Regions from separate parts of the Danio rerio genome. Here region 2 is linked to region 1. The links are chromatin contacts, called in public HiChIP or PLAC-seq maps. All regions are on one chromosome and are shown on one strand. Each heading gives the region's core, a stretch centred on a gene start, on an enhancer-like site or on the middle of the called end of the contact. The rest is flanking DNA. Distances are from core to core; before and after follow the strand shown.

The links. HiChIP or PLAC-seq counts read pairs in DNA pulled down with a chosen protein or histone mark.
Region 2: an H3K4me3 HiChIP or PLAC-seq map of gastrula embryo shows a contact between it and region 1, with 4 times the contacts expected there. The contact joins the promoter of taldo1 here to the promoter of bncr in region 1. A contact is called at or near these places in 2 of 4 datasets of contacts at active chromatin or transcription factors (embryo and gastrula embryo).

The regions. Positions count from the first base shown.
Region 1 is chr18:54,034,929-54,037,750 of GRCz12tu, reverse strand. bncr (bouncer) reads right to left here and starts at 1,354. Exons shown (of 1, transcript NM_001365726.1): 1 at 702-1,354. The coding sequence starts at 1,332. The coding sequence ends at 955. It overlaps ppfia1 (PTPRF interacting protein alpha 1), which reads right to left. Exons shown (of 29, transcript NM_001111244.1): 29 at 1,906-2,800.
Region 2 is chr18:54,173,348-54,176,169 of GRCz12tu, reverse strand. It overlaps taldo1 (transaldolase 1), which reads right to left and starts at 1,410. Exons shown (of 8, transcript NM_199687.1): 1 at 1,299-1,410; 2 at 1-36. The coding sequence starts at 1,395.

The sequences.
Region 1 (2,822 bases), core at 105-2,604:
AACTGAAAATTCTCACACACACACACACACACACACCTTATTAAAGGTCCTGATCTACAGCGATTGATCATCTGCTACAGAGCCAGTGTGGACATGAAGAGCAGCAGCAGCAGACTGCATTCATCAGCATTGGGTGTGAGCTGGTGATGGGATTAAAATATGATGTTATCAGTATTATACTCACTGCTCTAAAAGAAAATCATCACTGCTCTTTTTAAATGTCCTGGTGAAAACTATAATTTACTCCACACTGAGCACAGTATCCTTCAGTAGACATGTGCGGCTGAATAATGAAGGTCTTCATTAGGCTCACACTGACCTCTCTACAGCATGAGAAGGCTCTGGAGATCTCTGCTCTGTTGATCTGCAGTAAAGCCTCTGCTCAGCTCAGCTGGCTGATGCTGGTGTGTGTGGAGAGGAGACTGGTTTAAGAATCTGGAGATGTCTGGATTACAAACAAGACCAAAGCTCATACAAGAGCAGCCGCAGCACTGTAGAGTTCCTGTCCAACACACACACGTGCACGCGCACATGCACACGCACACACACACGCACACACACACGCACACTTTGATCAGGTGTGTTGTAATTAGGGTTCAGGGTGTGTGTGCAGAGCTCAGCTTCATGCCACTTGCCCGGGTCTGTAAATGACAGAGACCCTGCTGGAGTCTGTAAATGAGTGAAGTTCACTTAAGACCAACTTAAAATTCTCCGATAGTTTAATGAGTTCATTTAAAACAGAAATCAACATGTAGAAGTGCGCAGAGCAGAGCTCAGTGTGTGCCGTGTCCAGCTCACTGTCTCTGACCGCTTGATGACGGCCAGAAGGAGCAGCTGTGTCAGTATGTTCACTCTGCTGACAGTTTGTTTGTTTGTTTGTCTCGGTTTGGTCTGGTGTGTGTTTATTCGTCTGTCTGGTGTGTGTGTGTGTGTGTGTGTGTGTGTGTTTCTCCGTCAGAGTGCCCCGGCGGCGGTGAGCGCAGCAGCGGGCAGCAGCAGCAGCAGTAGCCGGCCCCCGGGCTCCGCTCTCGGCTGGGAGTTGCAGTAGTGTCCCCCGCAGCAGGAGAAGCTGAAGCTGATGTTGTTTCCCCGGATCATCTGGTGTCTGGAGCGGCTGCAGTCTGCCCTCAACATGCAGCCCTTGCGGAAGAGCACGGAGGAGCGCCCGAAGCGGCCGTCCGCGGTGTAGCAGAGCTCCTGCACCGGACACTCGGTCACTACCGGCGCACACGAGCTGTTCAGCGACGTTACCGGGCAGAAGAGGCAGCGGAGACCCTGAGGGAGGACCACCGGGACACACACCAGCAGCAGAAACAGCAACACACAGCCCATGCTGAAGCAGAACACACACACTGACATGAGGAGGATGAGCAGCTGCGAGATAAACACACACACACACACACACACTCTTCAGCTGAGGCCTGTTGTCTGATTACCTTCATTAACACAATCAGCTCAATCATCAGGCTGAGCTGACCAAAACCACATCAACATGACTCTCACACACATTCCCCAGCATAACTGAGCACACCGCCTCTTCATAATCAGCATCTTCTCTCATTTCTCTGTGCATGCGGGGAATATATTTGATCAATTTAAACAAAACAGGTTTATTAAACAGTTCTATTAAAGCCCAACATCTTAAATAGAAAAATAACTTGCATTTAAACCAGTGATTGCGTCACAATAATGATAAAATTATTACAAACTATATAATTCTGTATATTTCATCTGTTTTCCTGTGTATTAATGGTATTTATTATTCTTCAGTGTGTTAGTTAGCCGAGTTGATCAGTGATCAAATGACTGATACACACACACACACACACACACACACACACACACACACAGAGAGAGCACAGCAGTCGTGTGTTCGTAAAGAATTATTTTATTGGCAGTGGAAAATAGGTTTCAGTATTTTATTGAAATGAAAGCAATAAATAATACGGTGATAAAAACAGCTGATCAGTACTGCACTGTACATTATTGAGGATTACAGGAGCTTTCTTTAAATAAAGGACAATATAAAGAGAGTAACGCCACTTTAATTGTACAGAAGTGACTAGCCAGAGTTAAAATAAAGAGAGGCTGGGATATGAGTCCAGCCTGCGCTTTAGACACCATCTGAAACAGGACGAGTCCTACATCAAGGCAGATTTATAATATACACCATATAAAAGACCAGCCAGACGTTAGGAGCGGCTACAAATATAAGGCTTCAGTACAGTGGTAAAAACAGGGTCAAAGGTCGAGGCCACTGAGGATTGGTCCGTCTACAACACTGGAGAACACACGCTCACACACACATACTCACACACACACACGCGCGCACACACGCACGCACACACACTCAGGGAATGCAGCGGCAGGCTCTGGGCTAAATCAGCCGGCATTAGGATCATCTGTAGAAAGGTTTGTCCAGAACAGCCCTCATGGTGATGAGCAGAGTATGGCTTCTCAAGGGTTCATTTTGGTATCACAGAATATAAAACACGTACCAACCCAAACATCCACACTGCACTCGGGCCACTAGCGGGATCAGAGCTAGGAGAAGCGCACACGGCCCTGCAGCGAGGAGGAGATGGAGGATGAACACAAGAGGAGCAAATGCACAGACTCAATTATACAGCTAGCGGATTAGCACAATGCAAGATTAAAAGACTACACGAGTGACAGAATCAAATCAGAAGTCAAACAGAGCGAGAGCGAGCGGAGGACACACAGCCCTGATGATGAGGATGAAGATCACGGTAACAGCGAGAGAGCAGAGCGCCCCTGTGTGGAGGATCAGCCGGATCACCTGCACAACAAAAACAACAATC
Region 2 (2,822 bases), core at 161-2,660, 140 kb before region 1:
TGGTGGTGGCATCCTGAGGCTTGTACTCTTCAATAGCTGATGGAGGAGAAACACAGATGATTAATGCACATGCTGTTAATCTTCGTCATTAGGGAAAGCAGACGCTCTCTGTTCCTGGCCATTTCCTAACAGAGCTCCTCTATCCACGATGATAAATCAAATATAACAGTGCAGGAAGAGCCTCAGTTAAACACAGGACATCCACTCCTGCACAGAGGCAGAGATACAGAAGCCAAAACACATTACTCTGGAAAACTGTCAAGCAGAATCCAGTTGATCAGGTCAGAGAGGCTTTATCTGGAGCAGATCATGAGAAGAGCAAACACACAACAATAACACCTCTAATCTCTCTATACTGACTACAGGAAAACACTGCAGAACAGAAACAAGTGTGTGTGTGTGTGTGTGTGTGTGTGTGTGTGTGTGTGTGTGTGTGTGTGTTCATCATCATGACCATGCAGAAAACAGAAAGAGGAGTTCAGCTCCTTCAGCCAAGCAAACAGTGAAATCACGGAGTTTCACAAGAGGACTGAAGCAACACCGCTGATGAAGAAACCTCCACCGAGCGCCTCCTCCACGCGCTGCAGCCGGAGCTCCTCGTGCGGCCTTACTAAAGAGCTTTAGATTACATCTGTAAACCTTTAGCTCGAGTCCTGCGTCCTGTACATCAGAGTTTAATGTGTCACTGGAAACTGTTGATCGCGGAAACGTTGAGAACTTTAAACTCTGCACAGTTTCAGCCGAACATTACATTAAGTCACGCACGCCTGATAAAGGCTTATTAATATTAATAAAGCACTGTATTCCGCCATTCGTCGGGTGACCGGTGAGTGCTGCCCCCAGCCAATCAGAGAAGGAGATTTTGAATGTCAAGTAGGCATATTAATATTCATTAGAAGAGCGTGCTCGTTCGCTTCCGGGTATTGGCGCGAGAACGCAAGAGTAACGCTACATTTGTCAAAGCCGGTGAAATCCGTTTGTATTAAACCGGTTACCGGAATCACAAGTGTTCCTCTTAGTGTTAGCTCACCGCCACAGACCGCCGCGTTTCTACACACTTCCGTTTCAGGCTCTAGTTCCGCTAATAATTATAGAGCACATGAGGGTAAACTTCAGCAATCATTACGAAATTACGCCGCTGTGCACGAGCAGGAGACGAGCTGCGCGCACACAGGGAGGGTGAGGATCATCATCTTCATCTTCATCATCACTCCCCGTCCTCTGAATGAGGCATTAGTGAACTGAGGCGCGTATAAACTTCACCACACCGCCTCCTCATGACTATACAGCTGATTTACCGTTAAAGTCTCCCGTGTCCGCGACGACCACCGTGAACTTCTTGATCTGCTCGAGCGCGGACTCCATCTTCCGCCGTTTGTCCGGTGATACAGACATGATGACCGGAGAAAATCCGCTTTTATAGCAGCGCAAACAGAGACGCGACTGTCTGAACTAGAGCTGCGCGCACACACACGCGCGGGGGGCGGGGTTACTGCGTGGCGTCATCGCGCACAACCAATGATGGTGAGATTGAGCCACAACCCTCATGAGCCGAGGACACTGAACATCAGCGAGGACACAGCGCGCTTGCGCAGATGTGGAGCTACACTCGAGCTTCAGCAAACAGATTAAAGTAGTGCAGAAGAACACAACAACAACAACAACAACAACAAAAACAACACAAAAACAGATTAAAGTAGTGCAGAAGAACACAACAACAACAACAACAACAACAAAAACAACACAAAAACAGATTAAAGTAGTGCAGAAGAACACAACAACAACAACAACACAATAACAGAGCCGGCCCCATTTCAGAAAGGAGGTTAAGTGAAAACTCAGAGTATGTTAACCCTGAAATGAGAGAAACTCTGTGTTTGCAGTTTCAGAATGGCAGGTTTGTCAGGCTGGAGACAGCAGAGTAAGTCAAGCCTGTTCCTGAAAGAGAGGTGACTTTAACTCGGACTCAGGTACCGTGGTATTTTACTCTGTGAACTTAACCTGGTCAGGAGCAGGTTTCTTCTCTAAACGCTGAGAGTCTCCTGCTCATTTAAAGATGAAGCGGTGTTTCTCGCCTCAGCCTTACGTTTCCTTACACCTATTTTAATGTTCATTTTGGAGACTTTTAAAAATGTGCATAAAAATGTAATAACTGTAAAATAACTGAGGAGGAGAAACTTTTAACCGATAAGAAAAGATGCGCATACATTAGGATGGAAACACTTTTACTGAACACATAACAGTATACGCATTAGAAAAGGTGATGTGATGTTGTTATGAGAGATGGTGTGATGAGGATAGTGTGTGTGAAGGGATAGACCAGCAGCATGAGCACACTGCAGAGCATCTGACATGTTGTTTTGGTCATTCTATAATGCTGAAACCATTTCAGTATTAGTGTTATTATATTATTATGACCTCTGGCCCTACACACACACACACACACACACACACACACACACACACACACACACACACACTCTCTCTCTCTCTCTCTCTCTCTCTCTCTCTCTCTCTCTCTGACTGCACCAAGCAGTGGTGGAGTGGAATCTGCTGACTGTCCTGCAGGTGGCGCTGCTGTGTGAGTCTGGAGTTTTGCTGTGCTGTTATTCATGCTTCAGTGTTTATCTCACTAGTGCACACTGTGTGTGTGTGTGTGTGTGTGTGTGTGTGTGTGTGTGTGTGTGTGTGTCTGTGTGTGTGTGTGTGTGTGTGTGTGTGTGTGTGTGTGAGATGGTTTGTATGTGAGTGTGTGTTGGTGTGTATTGCTTCTGCAGTACTCAACAGTGAAACACAGCATCCACATAGAACACACACACACA